Linked DNA regions of Mus musculus: all the other regions are linked to region 4. A link is a contact called in public promoter capture Hi-C data. All regions are on one chromosome and are shown on one strand. Each heading gives the region's core, a stretch centred on a gene start, on an enhancer-like site or on the middle of the called end of the contact. The rest is flanking DNA. Distances are from core to core; before and after follow the strand shown. Region 1 holds the start of Abcf2 (ATP-binding cassette, sub-family F (GCN20), member 2). Region 2 holds the start of Rheb (Ras homolog enriched in brain). Region 3 overlaps Napepld (N-acyl phosphatidylethanolamine phospholipase D). Region 4 holds the start of Kmt2e (lysine (K)-specific methyltransferase 2E). Region 5 holds the start of Galnt11 (polypeptide N-acetylgalactosaminyltransferase 11).

Region 1 (5,267 bases), core at 1,352-3,851, 1.1 Mb after region 4:
AATAAGAATCAACAGCTGCAATGACTAAAGTAGACATAAGTAACACTGCAAAATGACATGGGATAGCAAATGGGAACACAATCATGTGTGTAAACCTCAAGTTTGCACAAGAACTTAACGTGTAAAAGGACAATACCATGTGTGGTAAGATTCAAAGGGCAGTGAGCAGTCTACATGCAGCAGAAGGACTGTGCAGCTTTCCTGGGCAGTGAAGACAGGGTTAGACTGGGATGGTTGTTATCATACACTGCAATGTTTGCCCATGTCACAGTTAACTTAGCTGTCAACTTCACATAAACCTGGCAAGAGGAACCTCAACAGAAGAACTGCCTCATCAGGCTGGCCAATGACCATGTCTAGGGCATTTTCTTAATTTCTAATGAATGCAGAGGGTCCAGTGTAGGCAGTGAAGTCTTTAGCTGAGTGGGTCTGTGCTACATAAGCAAGCTAGTTGATGCCTGGTGTAGTGGCCCATGCCTTTAATTCCAGCACTCCAGAGGAAGAAGCAGGAGAATTTCTGAGTTCAAGGCCAGCTGGTCTACAAAGCAAGTTCCAGGACAGCCAGGGTGGTTACAGAGAAACTGTCTTGAAAAACAAAACAAAAGTCCTTGCCTGACTTCCCTCAAAAATGGACCTGGGAAGCTGGGTAGTGGTGGTGGCGCACGCCTTTAATCCCAGCACTCGGGAGGCAGAGGCAGGTGGATTTCTGAGTTTGAGGCCATCCTGGTCTACAAAGTGAGTTCCAGGACAGCCAGGGCTGTCTCGAAAAAAAAAAACAAAAACAACAAAAAAAGGACCTGGGAATATAAGAAGAAATGAACTTTTTCCTCTCAAGTTAATTTTAGTCAGAGTGTTCTGTCAGAGCAAGAGAGAAAGAAATAATAAAATAAATTTTCTGAGAGCAAACTATGTTTACAGTGTGAGTGAGTAGCTTATTTAATATGGAAAAATGCTACAATAAATCCCCTAAACCTAAGTAACAAAACCATAAATATATTATCAGAAAAATTACATGAAGATATATAACAATATGTTACACATTACTCATTGGTATAATCACTATCCCTGTGACATTAAGAGTACCATATGAGCCAGGGATGGTGGCTCACACCTTTAATCCCGGCAGCTAGGAGGCAGGGGCAGGTGGATCTCTCTATGATTTCAAGCAAGTCTAGTCTACAGAGTTCCAGGACAGCCAGGGTTACACAGAGAAACCCTTCTATCTCCAAACATCTGCCTCCCCCCCCAGAAAAGACAGCACCATATGGTAGAGCCTGTATACTCACCACCATAGGTAGGAAGAAAAACAGGAAATAGTACAAGTTGCCTTCCCTTTTATTGTCTACTGCAGCACCAACCAAGGTAGATCAAAAACTCCCATCTGTGTTTGCCACTTGAATTCAGTTTCCTTCATCAGTAACAAGTTTTAACTCTATGGGTGTGGGTGTCACCAAAAAGTTTCATGGCATATAAAGACATGTGTCTGTGGGTGCTTTACTCTGTTTAAAAAGATGGGGATGTGAGGACAGCCTGGCCTCAAACCTTCATCTTTTTACCTTAGCCTCCCAAATGCTGGAATTAAAGGCCTATGCATCTGCATCCAGATTCTGATCTTGGCTTCGAAAACCAGCTCAGGAAACTCACCCAACCTACCTCCATCTCCTGTGGTCTCTCTGCCATTGGCCTCCTCGATTTTCTCTTCTGCCACCTGAGGTTCTGTGACAGCATCTCCATTTTCTTCATGTCCCTTTCTGGGTCGCTGTCGGGCTTTGGCAGCCTCCTTCTTTTTGGCTGCCTTCTTCTTGGCCAGGTCGGAAGGCATGGTGATGAGCCACAGGGGTAGTTACAGTCCTTTCAGGAGTCTGAAGAAAAGCAAACAGATACTCCAAAATTCTAAACTTACAGGTAAGAATGTCTGAGTGCTATCCCATCCCTCCTTGGAATTTTCCTATCAAGCCTGTGGTGCCCAACTCTTGTCCCCGCCAACTTTGTCCGGGCTTCTCACACTCTCTCGACCGCTCCTCCAGCCTCATCTCCTCCCTTGGGGTTCGCGCGCCAATCCCCACCGCCGGCTTCACTCGGATGCGCTCTTCCCCCAGGGCCTTAGTGAGGGACCGCTCTGCCCCTCGTCTCCAGTTTCCGAACTTGGCGCTCGCGCACCTCTGCCAGCCGCCTCCTTTTCGGTTCTTCGCCAGGAGTTCGTCCCGGACCTCCCTTCCGTCCCTCTCATCCACCCCACCGACTGCGGCGCGGTTTCTCTCCCGGAACCACGAGTCCTCCCCAGCGGGTCCCTAAGGGTCTCTGCGCTCGCTGCCCCTAACCTCCCCCACACCCCGCTCGCCGGCGTCTCTGCCTGGGCCAGTTCTTTTCCCTTTCGGCCCTTTCCATTCCGACCCTGAGCTCCCTTCCGCTTCTCCTCCCGCTTCCTGCTCACGGGTCCACACTCTCCTCCCCTCCGGCGCCCCTTCCCCCTCAACTCACGGGGCCTCGCCGCTCGGCCTCTGTCGCAACAGAGCTGCTCCTTGAGCTCCTCCGCGTGCGGCCGGCTCCCCAACCAATCACGGCCCCGGGCGGCCCTTGGCGCGCTGCCGCGAGGGCTTCTGGAAAATGTAGTTCTCAAATCGTAAGAACTTAGGGCGGGACTCTCCTCCGGAACTACCACGATTCCCAGGTGTTGCGCCGTTCTAGTGACGGCATCAGAACGCGCGATGATTCTGGTTGGGGGAGGATTAGAGTCCAAGAGGCCCGTCCTACCAAGCCGGTTTGAAGAACTGAAAACTGCAAATCCCAGATTGCTCCTCGGAGAGGTGGGCTGGTCTCCCAAAGGATACCCCACCCCTAGCAGATAAATTTACCAGGCTGCTCTACTGGTTTAACCAGCAGGAAGTGCGACTAAGCTTCCCGGCCAGCGTCCTAAGAGTGCGAGACCAAACAATGAGAGAAGAGAGTTAGAAGGTGGAGGGGAAAGAAGAGCGAGTTGCTGCTGGGCAGGTGGCTCTGAAAGTGAGGTAACCCTTTGTAGACCACGCCAACAGAACTCTGTTCGAGAAAGGCATCCTCGTCTCATGGAACCGAAATTGAGAGCCTCGTCCATCGCTAACGAAACTTTTTGAAAGTGCCAGACGCTGTGCTGAACCTTGGTATCTTAGTCAAGAGTTTCTGGGTTCCACCAGAGCCATGCGAATGTGGTGGAAAAATCTAAAGTATAGGACCACTTTGCTGAGTTTAGCTCTATGGACACTTAGTTGTGACTTGTTTCATTTCCTTTGAGTCTCACTGTCTAAAATCTAAAGCAGACTTAGTGTTAGGAACATTATAAACTAGATCTGTAGCCTCATACACAAAACAACTCTACGACCCTTGCTTGCTACCTGTCCAGGGTCCTGTCCACTGGTGTGTCATCACTGATGACACAGAAGGAAGCAAACTTAGTGCCCCTGAGTGCATTCTCAGAAAGTGACCCCCTTTTCCTCTAAGGTCACCATGTTGCCAAGCTAAATAGAAATTAGGCGTGAAGATCATTGAGGGTGGACATCACAAGTAGCTTCAGAGCCTGCCCCCTGTGTCTTTGGCAGCACACTAATTTTAAGATGAAAACGGGCTAAAGAGATGGCTCAGCAGTTAAGAGCACTGACTGCTCTACTAGAGATCCTGAGTTCAATTCCCAGCAACCACATGGTGGCTCACAACCATCTGTAATGAGATCTGATGCCCTCTTCTGGTGTGTCTGAAGACAGCTACAGTGTACTCATACACATAGATAAATAAATGAAAGAAAAGGGAGGAAGGTAAAAGGAGGCTTTGTAACACACACACACACACACAGCTTTAAAAAAAAAAAAAAAGAAAAAAGAAAAGAAAAAGGAAATCCAAATGGGCCTGCCAATCGCCTAAACAGGAAACTGCGGCTGCTAAGGAAGTTGTCTGTTTCAGAAACGAAGCACTAGTATAAAACCCATGTGACCATTGTCCATTCCCACCAATGAGAAACATTTTCTTGGTCCATTGTCCACCTCTGCCTTTGAGGGTGTCCTCATTTTACTCTATGGTAAACTCTGTCTTCATTACTCAGTGCCTCATTGGAATTTATTCAACAGAGATGGCAATGACTGGAAAGCCTAAGGGAGTCTGAATAAGATCCCTGTAAGACACAAAACACTAATCTCACCTCTCTCCCCCAACAGTAGAAGCAGTTCTCCTCTGCTAGAATTTAGAGTTCAGAGTTAAGCCATTTAAATACCACTGACCATGTTCCTAGAATAACCTCCACCAGTTGAGTAGTTCTATTGATATTTCACACAATTGACATGAGCATACACAGATTACAAAGTAGCAAGGAACTTTATTCAAAGGCCAAGTAATATCACAGATGAGAAATGCAGTCAGTCTTGACCACAGGGCACATGAGTGAGTGTCCTCGAGTCTGATGCTTCATTTCATGAAGTCTAAGGAAAAGAGAGGCTGCTTACTACAGAGGGTAATACGAGTGGTTCTCTATTGTAACAGACAGATTTGACTTACATAAGCTTTTGCTCACTACATGCGTCCTGTCCCATGATGCATTCAATCTTTAAAATTGTACTTAATTATTATTATTATTAATTATTGCTATACCACTTGCACATTGATGTCAGACAATAGCAATTTATTGAATTGATTCTGTCCTTCAATCAGGATCAAACTCGGGTAATCAAGCTTTGTTGGCAAGAGTTTTGTTGTTGTTGTTCGGTTTTTAACCTGCTAAGCTATCTTACGAACCCTTTAAAATGTCTTATTTATTTGTGTGTGTGGTGTATGTTCATGTATCTATGAGTCTGTGCACCCATTTGTGTGTGGAAGCCAAAGGAGGATTTTCAGTGTTCTGTTTTGTCACCCTTTGCCTTATTCCCTTGAGAAAAGGTCTCTCACTGAACCTGGAGCTAGGCTGGCAGCCAGCAATCCTCCTGCCTCCACACCACCCTTCATAGCACTAAGGTTACAGCCATATGATCCTTTTTATATGAGCTCTGAGACTTTGAACTCAAGTCATGTTTACGTGGTAAGTGCTGTTAAATCCTGAGCCACGTCCGCAGACTTCTGCATCTGATTTATTTGTATGCAATCCCGAGTGTGCGTAGACACAGAATGATAATAGAATGTCAAAGGACACGGTTTCTCCTATTGCACATGCGCTGAAAACTAGTTCAGACCAGATTATCCCATCTCTTTTGTTTTCAGGATGTGTCCCAAGATGTGTTAAAATAGAAATGAGGTATTATCGAGGGGTC
Region 2 (5,435 bases), core at 645-3,144, 1.4 Mb after region 4:
AATGTTTGTGAGAAGGATAGGAGTAGCCAGACACATCTATCCTGGCTCTAGTGGGGCTTTCCCAGGAAAACCAGTCTAGGCTATACAGTGAGTCGAGGACTACCCGGGTTACATAAGACCTTGCCTAAAAAAATCAGGATGGTTTTCTATTGACAGAAGTTCTTAGCAAAGGAGACATAACACTACACTTATTTAAACCCATTGCCATTTCAAAAATTACAATAAAATCCAGACTGGTAGAATATTCTCTTGCATTGAAAACAGGTAACCCTGATACTTGTGACTTATTTATGCCTTGCATTCAAGATTACTATCTTCAATTAGTTATCTGATTAGAGGGTACTCAATCAACAGCCAAGTTACATCATGGTCTCATTCTCCAAATTTGGAGGGAATTCAGAAAACAGTATGGTGACTCAGACAACCAACACTGGTTACATCAGGAGTTCTATCTTGGTGTGAATGGATTCACCGTAATTTTGTGCCTGTTAACTCTAGGGTTGCAATTGTTAAAGCAGTCACCTACTCTTTCCTACTATGAACACCTCAGCACTGCACTATGCACGTGTCACCTTTCCACTCTAGGCACTCCCATCTGTCACACTGTCTCCGATCTTCCATTCCCTTCCTAAGGAGTTTCTCCAGTTCTTGAGGAGAGAAGGTGAAAAGTAAGCAGGCCCTGACTGATCTTGGTCAAAGAGCACAGAGCCGGGCACCAGCAGTGGAAAGCAGGGTGAGAACGCAGAATGAACCGCCTAGCAGGAGCCCATCCAGTGGGGAAGGTGTTCTACTGCCAGACTCTCCACTCCTCAGTGGTCCCTGTCAAACGCACATTTTCTGGAGACAGTTACATCTTTCAAACAGCACTAAAGATGAACGTGACAGTCCCCTGTTCCGGTCGGTCAAAAACAATAAAGCCTCACCCTGCAGCGTGGTTAAGTTCAAATGTCCTGTATCACACGATGGACTGAATACTACTGTCTGGACACCGCGTTCCCTCCCCACCCCACCCAGGACCACCTCTATTCGGCAAAAAGGTGATTACTAGGAACAACTTTAAATGTATGTCAATCGCTTGGTGGTGGTGTTAGGAAAACAAACGGGCTTTTGAATTACTTTAACAGCCTGGTTCCAAGTGCCTGGCCTTGTTTCTCCTCAAAGGGGAAAAGAAAAATAGGACACATTAGAGACGTCTTTCTCCTCTTCCCTGTGCTGGCTGCCAGATGCTACCTAGCTGGCCTGTGAGGGGTCCAGTCTAGGTTTCTTGGAGGCGGAAAACTTGGTAGCCAAACGTCTTGAAGTTTCCCTGTTTTCTTTAAAAGGCTTAACTTCTTTGCAGATGGAAAGGTCACAAGGAGAGGTTTCCTTTGTTGAAATGCCCGGGGCTTGTGGGATTGGGGAAACGGGTGGGGACAGACCGTGCTTAGAGAAGGCGGGACAGATGCGGGGATCCGACTAGGCTGCTCCGGGCCGCAAGACTCCCGGGCAGTGGCCCGCGGCTCCTACGCCGAGGGAAGGACGCGGCCGCCTCGGCCTGCCGCCCCGCCACCTGTCCGCCGCGCCTGGGGACAGGGGAAGGCGCCGCCGCCTCCACTCAAAATGGAGGTTATGAAACGCGCGCCGCCCGCCCGCCCGCCACATGGCCGCGCCGCCACAAACTTCGCAGGCGCGTCCGCGTCCTGGGGCTCAGCCCCGACATCGCCCGGGCCGCCACTCACCCACAGACCGGTAGCCCAGGATGGCGATCTTCCGGGACTTGGACTGAGGCATCTTGGTGGCCTGCTCAGCCCCGACCCAACCACATTAACCGCGGCGGCGGCGGCTCCTCCGGCTCAGACTATCGGCGGCGGCTGCGCCGGGAGAACGCGGCATACAGAGCACGGCGGCGGGCGCGGCTGCCTCTCGCTCGCTCGCTCGCTCGCTCCTTCTCTAGCTCGCTCAACCGCCCGGAACCGAACGCGCGGGCCCTCCCCCAACAACACACCCACGTGACCGCGCGCGGCCCCGTCTGCGCCGCCTCCCGCCGCCGCCTCCCAGCCCGGAACGCGCGGGGGAGCGTCGGGGAAACGTTTTACTTTAAAGGGAAAAAGCGGAGACGCCCCAAAGCCCCCGGAAAAGTCACGACCGAAACTCGCTGCGTCATGACCCTCCCACCTACTTCCGCCGCTTTTTAATTACGACAATCCTGCCCGAGCTCTGACTGGACGGCTCCCAGACTGCCGCGCGATGACGCAATGGAAACTCCGTCTTCTATTGGGGATTGGAAGGGTGGAGCCAAGGAGAGGTGCCGCTCAGCGGGGAGCTAAAAATAAATTCTGTCTGCTTTTGCTCGGCGGGGCGCCTGCGTGGTCCAAAAGCGTGGCCCTACCGGCGGGTGGGCGGGCGGGCAGGCAACTCCTCAGTGATTGGCTAATGTGGGTGCGGGGGCGGAACCAGAGGCGTGAAGCACGGTGATTGGTGAAGTGCTGAGCCGTTGGCCGACTTGCGCCTGCCGGCCCTTAAAAGGAGCGAGGCGCGTGGCCCTAGCTGACGGACTGTAGGTTGGCTGACACCTCGCTTCGCACTTGTCTATACTTCAAATTACCGTCCTGCTATGTTAGCTTTAGTCTGGGCTTAACGTGGGTGGTGACTAAGCTTTATTCGTGGCTGAGGAACTGTGGGAAGAATGAAATCTGTGCAGCTCGCAAATGTCAGAAATTCCATTAAAAGCAGCGCGAGCTGACCAGTCCTGGTGCCGACTCGGGCAACACGCCGGGTGGCACGCACCTCGCACAGACAGGCGCGCGCGTGGGAGTCCTGCAGCCAGATCAGTGCGTCTTTTCATACTGAACACTCGAGAGGTTATTTCTGGAGAAACGTGAAAGTCAGCCATTGTCAAAAACGCCGAGGAAAAGGAGGAGGCTTAGCTGTCTGGTGTGGGCGGGCCATGCCTGAAAAGGGAAGGCTGTCATATTTTCTACAACAGTCGTACAGGCAGAAAGCTCTTGTTTCCAGAGAACTAGAGGAGTTGAGATATCCTCATATTGAAGAACAGGGTGGAAAGCTAGACCCTAGGCCTAGTTCATCGAAGTCCAAACTAAAGGCTAGGCCTGGAAATAAAGGTGCCAAGAGAGAACAGCACACTTGTCCTTAATTTTTTGCCCTTCACAATAGACTTATTTTTATAGGGTCTCACGTAGTCCAGGCTGGCCTGGAATTCTTAGAGATCCACCTGTCACTGCCTCCGAGGTGCTGGGATTAAGTGCTGTTCTGCTACCTTGATCTTTCAATTCTCTTTTCTCTGTCCAAATGCTAGGATTACCGACTTCCAAACCATGTTTATTCGGTGCTTGGGATTGGACCCAAGATGAACTCAAGTTCTCAGAGAACTGAGCCATAACTGCCTTCCCCTTTGAACTATCTTAAGTATTTTAAAACAGACTCAGGTTAAACGTATATTCAGCAGATGCCCCAATCCACCAGTGTTCTTGAGCTCGTAGCACTTTAGTCCGTGGTAATGTAGCTAGCATAAGGTTACCTTGCAGTGGGGTGGGAGGTTCAGCAAGTTGCATCAACCAGTAAAACCACTTGCTACACAAACCTCACAACCTGACTTTGATCAGTGTATACCAAAGTGGAAAAAGAACTGACTCGTGGTTGTTCTTTGGCCTCTATATCCGTTCTAGTTTATGAACACATCTGCACACTATTACTGCTGCTGCTGCTGCTGCTGCTGCTACTACTACTACTATTACTACTACTACTACTAAATAGAACAGGATACAAACAACATGCTATGCATAATTGAAATCTATATTCCTGTTGGGTGTCTTTGTATCGTGTTCTGATATCTACTCAAAAATATCCCTCTTTGAGTTCTTTCAAAAAGTTTAACAATATTGCTTTAGGCTAGGAATATTAGTAATCAGAGAAGTAGTTATAAAGTTCAAAAATGTTCTAGTTGCTGACTTAAAGTTCTTAGATGTCAGATTGGAGAATTTAGAAGATTCTATTATTCCAGTGTGGATTGAATTCACTTTCAACGATGGTTCAGGGGCCTGGAGAGATGTCGCAGTGGTTAAGAGCACATACTGCTCTTGCAGAGGACAGACTTTGGTTTCCAGCACCCACATAATGGCTGATAACCAGCTATACCTCCCGTTCCAGGGGATATGAACCCACTTCCGGCCTCTGTGGGTACTACATGGCACATGGTACACAGACACATGCATGCAGGGAAGATAGATGGCTCAGATTATATAGAAGAATAGATATCAAAAGTATGCACCCATAGAAATACCTAAATATAACCAGACAGGAGCATCAGAAGAAATGCTCTTTCTGTCTACTCCAAAGTGGTACAACCAGCTGAGAAAGCTCTTTAACCTTTTAAAGCAGCTGGAAGAGTGGCTCTCTCCAATGAGCATCCCAATGTTCTGCTAGCACAATCTCAGTATGCTGCCTTTTTTCTCCATGTTCTTTTACATTGTTCCTTTTCTATGTGCCCTAAAACTCTGAAGTCTTCCATTTAAATCTCTAGATAGAGAACATAATTAGTTCAGTTAATGACCATTGTCCCTTGAGGAGCTTATGCTAAACATGTGACTCAAGCAGATAGGTCTTTGCTGGCATCCATTTCTGGGGTTTGTGGCTATTATTTAAAACAACCAGCCTTATACTGTAATATTTTTATTGGCTTTTTGTGAACATTTGCAAAGTACAAGACTTATAGTTGTGACACAGTTTTGTTTGTTTGTTTGTTTATGTGTGTTGTATTTGTGTGTGTACATAACATGGTATATTTAGAAGCTAGAGGACAACTTTTGGGAGTCTCTTTTTTTTTTTCCTTCCACCATCTGGGTCCTGAGAATCAAACTCAAGTTAACAGGCTTAGCACAAATTCTGCTACTCCCTTGAGCCAACTCACCAGCCTACAATGTAGTTTTTTGACTTCTTGAGACACCTCCCCACCCCACATTACTGGATCAGGGGAAGACAAAACTCTTTGTTTACTAAAAAAAAAAATATTGTGAAATTATTTCTCATGGGAAATCTTGGCCTTAGTTGAGTTTTATTGTGTCTAAGAGTTTTATTGTTTTCTTTTAAATATTTGATGAGAAAAGGTTAACTAGATTCATCTTAATTTTGCAAAAGTCAAATCTGACTATCTTGTTATGTCTCCGAGGTGTCTGTCTTAGGGTTTCATTGCTGTGAAGGAGCAGCATGACCAAGGTAACTGTCATAAAGGACAACATTTAATTGAGGCTGGCTTAGAATTTCAGAGGTTCAGTCCATTATCATTGTGGTGGGAAGCATGGCAGCATGCAGGCATACATGATGCTGGAAAAGAAGCTGGGAGTTCTACATCTTGATCCAATCTTCAGACAGCCAGGAGGAAGCTCTGGATCATACTAGCCTAGCTTGAGCATACACATGAGACATCAAAGCCCAGCCCT
Region 3 (5,219 bases), core at 4-2,503, 1.8 Mb before region 4:
TGCTGCCTGCCCAGGGTTATTTTTCATTTCCCCTCTGTAGGTGACTATGAATCATAATAACAATCAGACAATGTCACGGAGCCAACAACAACACAAAGCAACAACAGTCTCTGAACAATGTGTGGCCTGTGAGCTGACCGACACACTGCCCTAATGTTCCAGAAGAGACAAACAGACAGACAGACAGACACCCGGAATGGCCCAGGGAAGAAACTCTTTCTCGCCTGACAACTAAACTGTGTATCCTGTTTCTGACCCACTTTCTTTAGAATTATCAATTAGTGTGCACATTAATCATACGTTTCCTTTACAGCACTTTCAGATATGTAGGTAAACAAATGCAATATACTGTAACATGCTATAAATAACATAATATATAATTATCCTATGTAAATATTAATTTCTTTTCCGAGTAGTGACTTAAGGCCATGATCTACTCATAAAATGACCTCCAGAAATCTGATTAAATCTGAGCTGACCTCAGGTCTCGGGCCCTCACCTACTTGTCCTGCTATTGTTTCTGTCTGGGGATTTGGGATCTGTCACTGCCCTGGGGAAATGCTCTTCCTCTCAGCATGGTTTTTTTTAATGTGTTTAAACACAAAGTTACAGTTTTCCCAGAAGTAAGGGAAGCCAGCATGCATCTCATCTAACTCTAGGCTTTCACAGAAGACAAGGAAGAGGACAGACAAGATGCCATCGGTGAGGCACACACTGGAGTAGTGCAAAGGTGTTTTCTTTCAGATTATACCGAATTCATTCTTAAGTGGCATATTCAAAGATATGAGTCCCTTTGGTATCTTTTTAATACACTGAAGAATGCAGCCATACATAGCCCTCCCTCTCACATCTCTGCTGACTCACCACTCCTCTGGTGTTTTAATACACACACAGCTGGCTGACTTAGTCTATTCATGTTTTAGCACATAACAGAGTGTGCCCGGCACACAACACATGCTCAGTAAATACCAGCTAACTAACCGAGTGAACGGAGAGACTTGCGGCCCTAAGATCCACACCAGTGCAGCCAGGGGCAGTGCTCCTCTATGGCTTTTCTTGGGTTTCCAGGAGGGACAAATATTTCCTTAAGACCCACTGGCCTGGTAGGTCCTCAGAGTCAATCCAATTTCTAGAATCTCTCAAACCTGAAGAACTACAACTGTACGTTCATGCAGCCACTGACTCTTCCAAATGAAACAGCCAGCACTGAACCTCTCACTGACAACCTCTATTTTTAGAAGCTGTGGTTCAGAACAAGGAAGAGATTCACACCAACAAAAACCACACAACTCACCATCCTGACCTTACACCCTAAGCCCTCTCCTCCCAGGTTGAATGTTTCTTCTCAGATGGAGTTCATCAAGGGGGATGGCGAGGGGGGAGGCCAGGTGAGAGGGTACACACCTGTAAACCCAGCAGTCAGGGGCTGAGGCTGGCAGATCACAAGATCAAGGCTAGTGTGGGCTATCAGTAAGTTCCAGTAAGTACCAGTAAGTTCCAGTAAGCACCAGTACGCTCCAGTACGCTCCGGTAAATTACATAGGAAGCTGAGTCTCAAAAACAAAAACAAACATGACAGTTTCCTTGTCCCTTTGCCTCATCCTAAAAAGCTCTGAATATAAATGTTTATCTATTAATCTCTAGCCTAATTCAGAAGGATCTTAAAAAAATATCGAGGCCAGGCATGGTGGTACACTCCTCATGGCACTTGATAATTTTACAAGTTTGAAGCCAGCCTGGGCTACAGATCAAAACCCCGTCTCAATCAACAAAAGCAATTTATCGGGCCCCAGGTTTAATCTGCAGCACAGCAAATATATGCATATATGTGTTTGTATACATGCATATCTATATATAGAGAGAGATATAGATATACCATATAAAGATGACTATGAATATTTCTAGCATGGAAGTGATAGAAGATTTCTTTTTTTCCCATCTCTCCCCGCTTCTAGTCCCCTTTTCTTGAGCCTTTCTGTATAGCCCTGGCTGTCCTGGTACTTACTATGTAGATCAGGCTGGCCTTGAATTCATAGATCCACCTGCCTCTGCCTCCTAAATGCTGGGATTAATGGTGTGCACCACTATTCCTGGCACCATATAAGATTTCCAATCCTATATCCTTTAAAAAAAGACAAGCAACATTTATCAAACAGATCTAATGCCAGAATCCACCTCCGCTGGCACAGTCCCCTTACCTCTTCCCACTGTAGATCAAAGCCTTCAGGAGTGCCCCTAACTCCCCAAAGGGTAGGCAGGATCAGAGTTAAAGAAAGATGTCAGGAAGTACAGGGGGAAACTAAGGAAGATTTGAAGGAAAGAAGATGCCCCTGTAATGGGAACGGTCACCCTCTCATGCACCCCTGCCAAAGCCTACCTTATGCTAAAAGGGGACAAATGACACCATAGCAAAGCTACTGTCCTTAAAGGCTAACAGACAGTCAGCCTTCACAGCTCTGCAAAGGACATCAAAAGATTTTTTTTATAGCAGCATCGGCCAAGTACAAGTATTAAAGGCACACTCTAGGTCATGGCTTACTTTGCAAGATCCATCCAAACTTCTACTTTCTAAAATGCATCATGCATTTTCTCATCTTCATCTGGAAAACCTCTGCAAAACAGTTTTCTAGGACCACCACACATACTCCAACCCTACCAGTCAGATCTGACCACTCCACCCCTCTGTTTCTAAAACACTTTACCCCAGCCTCTGGCTACAGACTGGAAAGATTGTTTACACATTCTGTGCTACTGCCCAGGACCCGCAGGGTGTGGTCATAGGACCCATTTGTTTCTTCAAAACTTACAACTATGTCTCATCACACAGAAACACCACAAATCACTAAGTAGAGGCCCATACCTCCCAGACAAACTAAGTCATGTATATGTACACAAAGCACACAGCCATTCCACACCAGCCACGTGCTGCCCACCTCTTTGGAACCTGGAACGCCGCTGTGATTCTTCTCCATTATCAGCCATCTGAGCACATTCGGGATGGAGATGTTTTTCCATGTTGGCCATGGGTTAACAAATCTCCCGTCTTTTCCTTTCTTTGATTTAGTTACGTCCTCCTCTAGTCTGTAATCCAGCTTGAAGCTTTTCCTGGAGAACCTAGAAGACACACTTCCTCCTGAATTCTGCACTGAATTCTGGCGCTTTCTCAGTGTTTCTTTTGGATACTGATAGCTTGGCGCTGGAGACTGGCTGTCCTCATACTCATCCATGTCCCTCGGCGAGAAGCTTTGAAAAGCAAAAGGAAGAAGGAAAGGGGACATTACCAAGTTTAACAAAATCAACAAAACATATTAGAAAGCACCATTCTCAGCCAATGGTATTTCCCCAACCATATGAGAGCATTTATTATGTCTGTATTGATTCAAAACTTCTGGCTGCAAAACAGGATTTTAAGATCCAGTATTTCTGCTTGCTAGAAAGAAAAGTGTTCGCCTTCCCTATCGTATCGACCTGCCAGCCAAGCCTTTCAAAAGTCCCTTCACTGTTGCAACCTAAAACATTATTTCCCTAGCCAGCGTTTAGACATAAGCGTGTCTGTGTGAGTGCCATTCTACAGAGTAAGCAGAAGTACTATTATGATCTGGATAGAAAGCCTCCCCAGCCTCCCCAAATGGCTCGCGTGTTACAGGCTTGGTTCCCAACAGAGCTGTTTTCAGGGGTGGAACTTCTGTGACGTGACTGGATCATGGGGGCTCTGCCTTCATCAGTGATGGGTCCAAAATCTCAACCAACCACTGGGAGCCGACCACTGGGCACGGACACTGGGAGCCAACCACTGACTGGGAGCCGACCACTGGGCGTGGACACTGGGAGCCAACCACTGGGCACTATGAAAGCTGGAGCCCACTGGGACAAGGCGAGGGGGGAGGGTGTGCACAGGAAAAGAGAACACGCACAACCTCTCTCTAGCCTCCTCCTCCTACACTTCAACATGCCCTTGGCCATGGTGTCAGCCTCCTCAGAGGCCCAGAAACATGCACCCCTCTAGCTTCGACCAAAACCTCTGTGAACCACAACAAATACTTGCTCTTTTTAAATTGCTTCCCTCAGGCCGATGGCACAAAACAAAACCAAGAAGCCACACGGGCCCTTTCCGTATCCGTATCAGCATAACTACCAATGTTCTGAGCAATAAAGTAAGACCGGCTTAGTTTCCTAAGATGCCTCAGTGATTCAAGTGCCTTCTATACACCCCTGCTAAGCTTGGCCATTTTATACTAACAACAATCTGTAACCTATTCCCCTAGAGAGTACAGATGCGGTCACCCGCCAAGGAAGGAGACAGCACATCAACTGACCTAGCAACAACATAAATTCTAAGTAACGCAGACTTAAAACTGCCAAGACACTAAAGCCTCCTGGCTGTGAAGAAATGTCCCACCTTTTCTTCATCTTGATTTTCCCATCTATAAAATAAAGATAAAGACATCACTGGCTCCCGAAGTTACGAAAAAGACTGAACAGCCTAAGCCAATGAAACCACTGGAGACTCAGGCGCACACCAGCTCGCCTCAGCTGCTACCACTGACCGTTACTGCACCTACCGTCACCCACACTGCAATCCTTGACTGTCAATCATGCAGGACCAAAAATACTCAGAACTGGGAAATAATGCATTAAAAGTATGAAGTTACCTGCTATGTAGAACTTCATTTCCTTCCTACCGATTATATTAAGCAAACAAACACGTGCTTTCTAATTGGTTTAGAATCAAAACATACATAATTACACAACATATAACCCTATTTTTAAAAATAACAGAAAACCAAATGTTCTTTTCCTGGCTACGGGGTGATGAGATACAAAGATGCCCGAGAGAGAAAGGGAAAGAACACAAGCCCCAGGCGGCACATGAACATGCCCGGTTTCTTTCTCTAACATGAGGGTAAATACTCGGCCATCTGGAGAATAGCCACTGGAGAAAGGAAACCAGAGCTAACAAAAGCCAAACACCCTCCGGGGGAGCTGAGAGAGGGGCTCCCAGGCTTCACAGCTTAGGCAAACAGCCTCTCTAATCCTCCTTTTTCTCACCTGTAAAATGCCCACCTACCCAGCGGAGGTTTCAAAGGATTAGATGATATTACGGACATTGTGTTCACACCCGAATGCTAACCCTTTTCTCTCTAACCTTGTTAGCTGACCAAACAGCTAAATTCCGTATATTCTAAAGCTTAAAGTGTTCTGGCTAAGGTGCCTCACTG
Region 4 (5,446 bases), core at 2,747-5,246:
GCACTTGCCACCAAGCCAAATAAACCATCTTATTTGTCTATCAAACTATTTCAGCTCCATCATTTTCAGATATGAATCTTTACATCTTTCTGTATTTTCAAGAGGACACTCAATGTCAGGGGCCTGGGTGAAACAAAGGGGATTTTCAAGTAAAGACTAGGCCTAAGTTAAAGTGGAATGATGTCTCCCTCTGAGTATCTCATTTATTCTGTGACTGTGTCAAATAGAGTAGCACAGGGATTATACACCAAAGCTCTAAGAACAGACAACGAACATCAATATTCAGGCTTGATTAAATGAGTTTTCAGTCTCACATTATCTATCATGTTAATAATATATAAGCTCTGCTACTAGAATGCCAATCTTCTGATCACTAAAACCCACAGCCAATAGAAGCTGTCACATTGACAGAACTAAACAAGGTTACTGCAAATTGAGTCTAATATCAGAGTAAACAATGCTCTATAACCTGGATAAGCTTCCAAACACATTAAGGTATCATAAACCCATCCATTTAAACCACTGACTTTTATACACTACTAGTAAATTTATAGATGAAACTGCCCTCTATATTTAATAGCATCCAAAAATAGCTTTTCTTCCCAGTCTTTGCAGAACTGTCTCGAGCATGGCCATCATCAGCTTCTGCCGGCCTGCTTGCCTACCACTATATTATCGTTTCCTCTCATCTAAACTCTGTTCAAAACAGCCTCTGGAAAAACTCGAGCCAGTATTTTTAGTTTATAGTCCATTAGGACAGTGTTTAATCTTATAATCTCTAAAGGAGTTCGAGTCCACCCAAGCTCTTATCAATTGTCTATCAGTGCGTTTGGTCACCATTATGAACAATGGACCAAAGCACGTGAGGAGTTTGAAGAGGCATGGAGGACACTAAAGCTGTCTTCCTGGACGTGGGTGGGAAGGGTTCCTCCAGACAGGAACAAATACACACGTCTACTTTGAGATGATAAGTATTTTAGCACCTCAGCAAATTTGTTGTTAAGATTACAAGTGAACAATAAATAAAAATAAAGGTTGTGTACTATTCTGTAATCTTTTTGAGATGACTTTGTGCTATCATGTCTAGCTCAAGAATTTGAAATGCCAGTTTAAAAAAAAGGTAAAGAAATATTAAGAGTTTATGAATTTCATGGAGTCAATAACTGGAAGGAATTTGGAAGCATACAAAGGATTCATCTCCATTTGCCTAAAAAATGGCCTCTTTCCCTTATTAACACAAACGGCTTCATATTTAGTTCTTTTTCTAAGGAAAAAAAAATGATGTTAGGATAAAGGAGCAAGGGAATTGACAGAGAAACAAAAAAGGTTATTCCACAATTATACAAAATGTCCATTTTAATAGATAAGCAGGAACAAAAAGCTTTGAATTTGTTAAACTCTTTGTAATACATAACTCCATTTAAAATACTGACTTTCGCTCATTCTCATTGTTACCTAATAACAAAAATGCTACAAACCAAATCTTGATTTCCAACTACAAAGAGTCTACCGCTAAAAATAAACATAAATTAACATAACCATGGCCCAGGTTAATGAAGTTTCTAGGCCTAGTAGGCATTCATTTTCTCTCAGCACCAAATACAGTGTTTTGTTGAAATAGTACCCAGGCAGAGCCTGTAATCCTAGCAATAGGAGGGTGGGCAGGAGTATGAGTTCCAAGCTAGTCTAGGCTATTAAATAGCAAAACCCATTCGAGCCCTCATTCCCATCCCTAAGTCCCACTAAAAATACGTTTTATGCTATTGCAAATGTGCTTTAAAGACGCAGGATAGAGAGCTTTAACGAATATTTACCAGAAGCATTTGTAATTCCATTTTTTATTTTTAAAAGGACGACAAAATGCAACGTGAAGTATAGAAAATGACCTTTCAGTTTCATACAGAACAAAATACTAAAATTACTAAGAATACTTATATTTGAAAAGGCAACCCTCACCAGTAAGATTACTTAAACTCTCTCACGGGATGTACAGACAGGGAGGGTAATGAACACAAAGAATCTAAGGAGAAGGTTTGACAGGGCCCTTCCGTTCAGACTGTGATGCAGTCCTTAATCGCTGTCTGCCTAGAAACCCTAAGTGTTCCTGGGTGTTATTCACTTGCTTTCAAACTCTGAGAATGCTGTAGTCTTCTATTCAGACCCCCCAAACTTTATGTTTTGTCTGAAATAATCAACACTCCTACCTGTGGTGCCTTCAGAGCCTAACCTGTCCTTGTTACCCATACCAGTGACACTCAGGGCCTCCTAGTTGGCTTACAGGAGGGAACTGCCACCTTACGTAAGCATACTTTGCAAGGAGAAAGGCAGATATAAGAAGGCGTCAAACCTTCTCCTCCACCAGTGGCTGGCACACCCCGAAAGGAGTGTCCTTTCAGGGGCTCCCCCCCCCCCCGCAGCAGTTCTGCTGCGGGGAGTGGGGGAGGGGAAGAGCTTTCAAACAGTCATCTCTTCCTCTTCGGGCAGCCAACGCCGACCGCACCACCATCTCCTCCGCCCAAACCCGGTCCCCTCCCCCGCCCTGCCTGGGTCCCCGCCAAACCCCACAGGAATGCAGCCGGTCACATGCGCTGCGGCGGCGGTGGACGTGCCTCTCCCCCCGCGCCCCAAGGAGACCCAGCGCCATCTTGCCCTGACGCAGTTACAAAAGTCACAGGAGAAATTGCGCCTCCACGGCCGCACCAGCGCCCCAAAGTCTCGCAGAGGCCGAGCCAGGGCCCTCACCTCGCGCAGGGAGAGGAGCAAAAGGTCGGGGAAGAGCCTTGCGACTTCCTTCGGCACTGCTTGGGTTCCACAGAAGACGCGGCGACAACGATCACCGTCATCACTTCTCACTCTCTGCCTTTGCAACAGCCACCCCCGACGACTCTGGCCCCACCCGCTGCTGCAGCATGAGGTCATCGTCAGCCAATCCCTACGCGCCCGACAGAAATCACCAGACGCCGATTGGCTGCCGACACCGCCTCTGCCTCTCCCCACTCCTCTTACGGAGCACCCAAGGTCGTGCTGCGGGCCAAGAAGACGGAAACCGCCATTCCGGGGAAAGGCCCCCAAAGCCAGATCCGTAATCGCTGTGTGATTTTAGTGGAGAACCCTGTTTTGTTCCTTGGCCTCCCCTTTTCGGTTCGAGAAACCAGCTCTGTCCCTCCCTCGTTTAATCACCGCCACACAAACGAACTCCCGCTCCCCGCCCAGCACACTGTCCCGCGGCGGGGAATCCTTCCCCGGTGCTAAGAAGTATAGGAGGCGGCGGCAGCGACTGCACCGGCAGCGGCAACGGCAGCTTTTACCCCATACACGGTGGCAGGGAGGCGGCGCTGACGATGGCTGCAATTTTTTCTGCGGCTTCTCCCCCCGACCTCTTGCGTTTCTCGCTCCTCCATCGAGACAGCGCGGGACTCGCCAGCTCCGCTTTTATCCGGTGCCCGGAGCCTGCGCACTGGAGCCTCCTCAGCCACTAGTGGGCGTCGAGTGACAATCCGACCGGGCTCACCCTGAGCTGGCAGGCCAGGCCGGGGGGAGGGGGCTGCCGGGACTGAGGCTGCTTGGGGGGTAGGAGCAAGTGCATCACCTTAGGAAGTGATGGGAGGGGGGTCGTCCCCGTCCCTGCTGTCATCCTTCTACCCACTAGTAGCATCCTCACGCTCACCTACATCCAGGCTTGAGGGCTACTCGGGGACAACGGGTAAAGAGCCAAGCCCACCAGCTAGCAAGACCTCCCCAACCGTCGGCGGATGGATGAATGCACCTGTTGTGGGAAAGACGGAGTGTCTGGCCAGCTCGCGGCCTCTAGCGTGACGTCTCCACGCCTCGGCGGAGAGGCCGCGTCGGGCCGCAGCCCATAACCAAGATGGCGGCGAGTAGCTTCGTCCCCTCCCCCCTGCCCCTGCGGAGCGGGGCGGGCGGGCCCCGTGCGCTTGCCGCCGCCGCCGCCGCCGCTGCCGCCGCCGCCGCCGCCGTCGCCGCCGCCATTTTCCCAGAGCGAGAAGCAGTGACACTGAGCGGGCGCAGGGGGCCGAGTCGGAGATCGAGCCTGCGTTCGGGAGCGGCAGCAGAGGGGGCATAGACACTCGGAGCAGCCTCAGCGTCTCCTCGTCATTCCTGCCGTGGCCCGCAGTGCCCGACTCTTGGGTTCCCACTGAAGACGCTGCGCGCTGCTGCTTGGGGAGGGGGTGTGGAGTCGGTTCTGCGACCGCAGTGGCTGTCGTCGGGGGTCGACCGAGCGCTGAGGTGTGGAGAACCTCGCCCGGGGTCGAGCCGATAACAGGGTTCGGGTGTCTGGTGTGTGACCATCACAGGTCAGTGCCTGTCGTGTCTGTGGGTGTCGTGGGGTCCACGGTGGGGGGACTTAGGGCTCTAGGGAGAGAGGGTCGCTGTCCTTCGGGAGCCGGGCGTCCACACTGAACCCCAGGCGCCTGTGCTGGGGCCACGTCGCTTGTGGAAATGGAATTTGTCCTTTCTCCTGCCTGTCCCTGGCACTGGGGCATTATGGCGGGTTTTGGGGTTGTGGAAGGGGAAACTGGCAGTTAAACCCCCTTGAGAGTGGGAGTTAGGGAGGGGGCGCCCTCCTCCCTGGTAGCGGATTCAGGCCTCCGGGGTGAGGAAGGAGGCTTGTGACTGGTGTCGGAGAGGTCCCGCGAGCTGCCAGCTCTCCCCTCCTCCAGCTGCATCTTGTTCGGGTGCAGAGAGAAGACGTTTAGGCCCCATTTTCTTCTTCCTGCCCTTGTTCCCTGCCATTCGGTGGCATAATGTTCTCTTAAATGTGAAAGGGGTTAAAAGAACGCCTTGGGCATCTCTCTTTGTAGGAGAGAGACCGCTCCTCATCCTCTCCGGAGAGGGTAAACCCGCCCCTAAGGTGGTCACCCCAGTCAGTACCCAGCCTTCGCAGTCTCCTCCCCCGCTCTTCTTGCCTTACTGCCGTCCTTTACTGTGCCAGAGCCTTAGAATCCACAATATGGCTCATTTCAGGAAAGCTTATTTTGACCGAAGGATTGGCACCGACGCGGTGGCAGCAGACAGAGATGAGAAACAAACGGTTCCCTGTGCTAAACGGGGGAGGAGGGAGAGAAAAAACAATCCTGGGTGCTTGCCTCACTGGCTTTAGTTCCGCCTAGATCCGCCCTATCTAGACTGTCTCTCAAGAATGATCAAATTTAAAGTCAAAGGGAAATCACTGGAGTTAGTTCTAAAGTAAATTTCGGTGTTGCTTATTTTATTCATCCTTTAGAGATGAAGATAATATATATGTGTTTGCAGTTCTGGAGACCTTGGAGAAGAATCAAGTGAGGTGCATTCAGCTCTAGGTTGAAGATAGCAATACCTAATTGGGAAACAGTCTCCCTTTCCCTTTAATTTCTGAGATGGAGAGTAAAAACTGTAATTTCCCTCTTTTGTCCTTTACAGATTCTAAAAATGGCGGCCCCAGGCT
Region 5 (5,294 bases), core at 2,233-4,732, 1.8 Mb after region 4:
TAGTCCAACAATGGCTGTCTACCAATGGAAGATCCAAGAATCCACAACTTGTTTAATCCATGAGGCTGGATGACTGGATGTCTCAGTTGGTATTCAGTATATGCTGGAATCCTGAAGAAGTAGGTTCTAATGGCAGTAAAGGAATGAACTTGCCAGAGACAGACAGAGAGAGAGAGAGAGAGAGAGAGAGAGAGAGAGAGAGAGAGAGAGAGAGCAGGCAAAGAATGTTTTGACCTTCCTTCTTTCGTATTCTTTATTCAGACTGCCAGCAGAAGGTATAGCCCAGATTAAAGGTGGCTCTCGCACCTCAAAAGACCTGGATTAAAAGCAGGCTCTCCTACTTAAACTGATGTATTTTAGAAAGTCCCTCACAGGCGAACCTAACCATTTGGGTTTTAGTTAACTTGTTTACAATATCATCTTCTTTTTAATATCCCATGTCTTATCAAGCTTTCCTAGAAGATGGAAGATTTTAATCTTACAGAAAACGGCTAAACCCACAAGAGGAAAGAGCAATTTTATTCCAATAATGAAAATATGACCTGATGTTTGCTATCATGACCTGATCACCAAAGATTTGTTTTGTTTAGTAAAACGATTCTTTGTTTTCATTTAGGGAAACTTTTTTCTTCAAAGACCTTCTTTGACATACGTTTCCTGTGGAAATATTAGTGAGCGCGTGGAATTAAGGAAACGCCTGGGTTGCAAGTCATTCCAGTGGTATTTGGATAATATCTTTCCAGAGTTGGAGCCATTTAACACAGAGAGGAAAAGGAAAAAAAATCGTTTCTAGTTAGTGAAGGGTGAAAATGTCCCCTAATTCTTCAACATCTCGCACCACAGGACAAATCTGGAGCATCATGCAACTATGTAAAATGCAATGAAAAATACATTCAGAGTGGCCAGTCTTTCGGGAGTGCCTTTCTTGACCTCTAGTGACAATTCTTTCTCTGTTGCTCATCTGCCACTGGAGTTGTGGGCATAAGGACCTCAACAGTAGAGAAGTACGCTGTCTCACAGTTCAGATGCTGGTGTATGACTGACTGGGATAAAGTGTATTGGTTGTGATTATTTGACCAGTTCACTTGGCTGTGACAGTCCATGGGAACCTGCTCTCTGCTCTCGGAGCTTCCACCAGCCTCTTGGGCTGAAATGGTTGCCTCAGGAAAGTGTTCCCAGAGAGCCATGATTGGTGTATCGTGGCTGAGGTGAATCAAGTTCCTTTCTTGCCGCCAGTGTAAGTCGGTGACTTCCTGGCTTGGCTGGGTTCCTAAGTGTCTGATGTTCATGGCACCTTGGCAGGGTGTCTCAGGTCCCATGTGTTCCAGCCAGGTTCCCCAAGTGCTCCCACTGGCTTTTATATCCTGTGCCGCTCTTCTTTTCTGCTTCTATTTTCACATCTTTGCCCTCTGTTCTCTAGTCTGTGACCCACAGCTTTCCCAAGGCTTCTTCAATTATGTCCTGCTTTTCTCTAAGAAGCTCTGGGCCCTGCAGGGACTGGGACAGAAGCAGCTAGTCTCCTGCCTGCCGTGTCCACAGACTCCCCAATGCTAGAGAACTTCTCTGGGGTTTGGAGAATGCTATAGAGTTCACCCTAGAGAAGGTGAGTTTAAGAAGGCCAAAGAGGGGTAATTCACAAAATCTACAAAGAAAATTCTGGAAGAAACATACTGAAAGGACGAAAAAGGAGGAAATGCCTGACAGGGATGCCCCCACAGCCCATGCAGGCACAACCTACCTGCTCTCTCATCACTGCAGTGGTGTTTCTTATGGGTTCCTAGCAGGACTGAGCTCGAGGATGCTCACCGCGGTCCTGTATTTTGTAAGCTTCACCCATTTGAGGATCCTAGTAAACTGGCTAAATCTTCACTTCCACTTTGATGGATTTGAAATTACCTAGGAAACATTCCTGTTCTGGGCAGGTCTTTTTTTGTTTTGTTTTGTTTGTTTGTTTTTGAGACAGGGCTAATCTGTGTAGCCTTGGCTGTCCTGTAACTAGCTCTGTAGATCAGGTTGGCCCCAAACTCATATCCACTTGTCTCTGCTGTCCTTCCCAGTGCTGAGATAAAAGGTGTGTGGCAGCACTGCCTTGCTCTGGCCATGTCTTTGTGGTTTCCTGAGAGGTTTAGCTGAGTAAGGAAAACCTACCTGGAATGTGGGTGGCCATGGAGCAGGGATCAAATAAAAAGAAAAAAACAAAACAAAACAAAAAAACAAAACAAACCAGGTTGTAAGATGAGCACCAGCCTCTCTGGGCCTCCTGAGGGTGAAGTGTCACAGGCTACCTTAGACCTCTGCTTGCCATGGCTTACCCACCACAGCAGAGGCTGTACCTCACACTGTGGCCAAAATAAACCCTTAAGTAGTTTCTGTCAGGAACGTTGTCACACATACAGGAACAATAGCAGACACATGGTTATGGCATGACAATGCTTCTGTTCTATTGCCCTCTCGTGAGAGAGTCATCCCTTAAACAACCATGAGTTCCCGTTAAGATGCTGTGTGGACAAGAATGGGAACTATGAAAAATGCTTTCTTTGGCATTGAGCAGCAACTGTTTGACTGAGGGCAATGGCCATGGAAGGACACAGATAAGGGCCATCAGGATTTCAGCCTTAAGGATAGACCTAGGTAACCTCACAGAGCATCCTACAGCCTCACAATACTAGTAAGTATTTGGCAGGGCCACATATGAGTTAATTTTGTGCCACTGTGTTGACAACTTAAAGGGAAAAGAGTTATTTTGGTTCATGGTTACTGAGGGTTTATTGCATGGTTGCTTGGCCATCGCATTTGAGCAGAACATCAGGATGACAGCAGTATATGGGGTAGGTTATTTACTTCATGATGGGCAGGAAGCCAGAAGGAGACTTGGACAATTGGACCAGGTAAGACCCTCGGACATCCCTGATCCTTCTCCCTCTAGATTGACCCCCACCTCCAAAAAGTTTCTACAATCTTTGGCAATTGCACCACCAGCAGGCACCAAGCTCCACATAAGCCCCAGTGGGGCATTTCAAGTCAAAGTCGGTCACCACAGCCAGTTAATGCAGGAGGGAAGTATCCTGGGTTAATGCTAGCTAGAACAATTTATTGGTTCAGGAGATGCTGCTTTCTTAAAAATAAGGGACGCAGAATTTTCTCCTTACATATGTCCCATTGCTCTACCAGACATCACGGATTTAAAAAAAAAAAGTCTTGGCTGAATAGCATGGTGAGATAACAGGATTAATATAGATACCCGTCAATGTAAAGCAGCATTAATGGACCAACTACCAAAACCTTACCATTCTGTTTGATCTGCTAAATTTCCTCACATTCTCTCCAAGAAAAAGTCGTCCCCTCATCTAAGCTTCTCTCTGGAGTGAACTTCACTAAGGCCCTATGGGACAGAGCTCAGCTCCACACTGGGCGGGGAGGAGCCCGGGCCTCGTGACGCCAGGCCGCGGGCGGTGACGTCATCCTCGGAGGCGAGGGCGTGCGTGCGGTGACGCGTGCCGTGACGCGAGGGCTCCGCAAGGCTGCGTGTCGTGGGCCGCGTCGCGCGCCGCGGCTCGTGCGGCTCGGCCCGGGCTGTGGCGGGAGCGGAGATGCCGCAGCCCGTGCCCTGGAGCGCCGCTATCCCGGCCTGCGGGTGTCGCGGTGAGTAGCCGGCCCGCGGCGCTTGACCCCGCGCGGCCTACGTCGGCGCCTGAGCGTGGGCTGCGGCCTGAAGGGACGCGGCTGCTGGAGCAGGCTTGGTGGCCTGGGAGGCCAGAGCTGCTTCCGGATTCAACAGCAGTGATGGGTACTGCGCATGGCCGTTCTCTCGGTGGCCGTAACCTCCAGCCAGTGTTGTGATTTACTAGAAAAAAATACCGATTTTATCTTTATTGCTGTTATTACGGTCAGGATTTAGACCGCGTCGGTACAGGAGGCTGGAAGACAGAAAGGATGCATGTTTCTTTGCAGTATGCTTGTTAAAAAAATTACCTTTTATGGTTTTCGTACACCCCAAACTAGTGCTTTAAATATAAATATAGGAAGACCCGCCACCTGTCTGTCAGATCTTGTCCTTTTACTTTGAGAGCCATCATGTTGGTTGGTTGCTTATCTTCAAACAAAAAATGAGACCCTGGAGACGCTTTCTAGTCCGTGGGCCCAACAAAACAGTTACTTCAAACTTATTTCTTCTTTTATTTGAAATAATGCTTTAAGAAAAACAGGAAGTAAGCCTTTCTTACCCTCAGCATGTGCCTGCCACGGAGCTCTGCAACTGAAATGTCACCATACCGTAGTCTATAGTTTTCATTTGATGGCCCTGGAATCAAATCTCTAACATTTCTGTGCTGTTTCTTGCCAGGTTTCTTAACAATTTTATATTACTATTTTTCTTGTGAAGTATAATTAACATGAAGTTTATTGATTATTTTACTAGTATAGTTGAATGGCATCGGGTACATTCACAGTGTTGTCTTAACAGGCAGTGCCATATATTTCCAAAATCAATCACTCAGGACAGACATTATAACATAGGGCAGGGACTCCTGCTCTTCTTCAGTCTCTCAGTTTACCTGGTTTAGATACTTCATTTGAATTGGAATCCATGGTCTTTCCTTTATCTGTATCTGTTTGAGGCTATTCTTGGTTGTCAACTTGACAACCAAAAATGGCTAGACACAACTGTGAGAGATTTTTGCTGAATTAAATCATTTGAAGTGGGGAGAGCATTTCTAATCTGTATCTTTGAGGTGGGAAGATCCACCTTTAATCTAAGGCCACACCTTCTGCTGGCAGCCTTTACAAAGGCTATGGAATAAGGAAGCCCCCTCTTTGCCTGCTTGCTCTCACCCATACTTGAAAGTCCATATTCCTTCACTGGCATTAGAGCCTGTTTGTATGCTGGATTCCAGTGTATGCTGAAGAACAGCCGAGACTTCCAGCTTTGTGGATGAGCAACTAGATTCTTGGACTTGACATCAGTAGACGGCCATTGTTGGACTTGCGGGAGTACTCTAATAAATCCCCCCTCTCTCTATATGGAGAAATCCATTCTATAATTTCTGTTACTCTAGAGAATCCTGGCAAATAGTTTCTCTGCTTTCTGTCTTTGGAATGTCTATGGAAGGTTTGAATTGCTTAGTTCGTGTTTGAAAAGCACTGACTGCTGAGTCTGATGGCTCCACTTGTCTGGCTTGGTCTCCAGTGACCTTTATGGCCTTTCATATTGCTTGTCAGCACATCTTCTGGATGTACCTTGGAACCCTTCTTCTTTTTTTTTTTTTAATTTTTTACTAGGTATTTAGCTCATTTAC

What was found. Promoter capture Hi-C pulls out the DNA fragments that hold promoters and counts their contacts.
Region 1: a promoter capture Hi-C map of pre-B cells shows a contact between it and region 4, with 3 times the contacts expected there. The contact joins the promoter of Abcf2 here to the promoter of Kmt2e in region 4. A contact is called at or near these places in 3 of 39 promoter capture datasets (the C10 cell line and pre-B cells).
Region 2: a promoter capture Hi-C map of pre-B cells shows a contact between it and region 4, with 3 times the contacts expected there. The contact joins the promoter of Rheb here to the promoter of Kmt2e in region 4. A contact is called at or near these places in 4 of 39 promoter capture datasets (fetal liver, liver and pre-B cells), 2 of 115 datasets of contacts at active chromatin or transcription factors (pancreatic cancer cells and thymic regulatory T cells) and 1 of 9 other capture datasets (liver).
Region 3: a contact with region 4 is called in a promoter capture Hi-C map of hippocampal neurons, with 5 times the contacts expected there. The contact joins the enhancer-like site here to the promoter of Kmt2e in region 4. A contact is called at or near these places in 1 of 39 promoter capture datasets (hippocampal neurons) and 6 of 115 datasets of contacts at active chromatin or transcription factors (acute myeloid leukemia, embryonic midbrain, embryonic stem cells and 3 more).
Region 5: a promoter capture Hi-C map of liver shows a contact between it and region 4, with 2.1 times the contacts expected there. The contact joins the promoter of Galnt11 here to the promoter of Kmt2e in region 4. A contact is called at or near these places in 2 of 39 promoter capture datasets (liver and pre-B cells).

Annotation. Positions count from the first base shown.
Region 1 is chr5:24,574,866-24,580,132 of GRCm38.p6, forward strand. It overlaps Abcf2 (ATP-binding cassette, sub-family F (GCN20), member 2), which reads right to left and starts at 2,602. Exons shown (of 14, transcript NM_013853.2): 1 at 2,482-2,602; 2 at 1,654-1,862. The coding sequence starts at 1,822.
Region 2 is chr5:24,840,467-24,845,901 of GRCm38.p6, forward strand. It overlaps Rheb (Ras homolog enriched in brain), which reads right to left and starts at 1,895. Exons shown (of 8, transcript NM_053075.3): 1 at 1,719-1,895. The coding sequence starts at 1,770.
Region 3 is chr5:21,680,223-21,685,441 of GRCm38.p6, forward strand. Napepld (N-acyl phosphatidylethanolamine phospholipase D) reads right to left here. Exons shown (of 5, transcript NM_178728.6): 2 at 2,934-3,243. The coding sequence starts at 3,227. Among named protein-coding and RNA genes, the nearest start is that of Gm51277, 8.9 kb to the left of the region's middle. Within about 2 kb of position 1,254, at least 46 of the 459 cell types and tissues checked have an H3K27ac peak or open chromatin away from gene starts, as enhancers often do. A contact at or near this core is called in forebrain and hippocampal neurons, where this site is marked.
Region 4 is chr5:23,430,468-23,435,913 of GRCm38.p6, forward strand. It overlaps Kmt2e (lysine (K)-specific methyltransferase 2E), which reads left to right and starts at 3,997. Exons shown (of 26, transcript NM_026984.2): 1 at 3,997-4,316. 5031425E22Rik (RIKEN cDNA 5031425E22 gene) reads right to left here and starts at 2,869. Exons shown (of 3, transcript NR_165300.1): 1 at 2,743-2,869.
Region 5 is chr5:25,219,390-25,224,683 of GRCm38.p6, forward strand. It overlaps Galnt11 (polypeptide N-acetylgalactosaminyltransferase 11), which reads left to right and starts at 3,483. Exons shown (of 12, transcript NM_144908.4): 1 at 3,483-3,642. Galntl5 (UDP-N-acetyl-alpha-D-galactosamine:polypeptide N-acetylgalactosaminyltransferase-like 5) reads left to right here. Exons shown (of 9, transcript NM_026449.3): 9 at 617-900. The coding sequence ends at 793.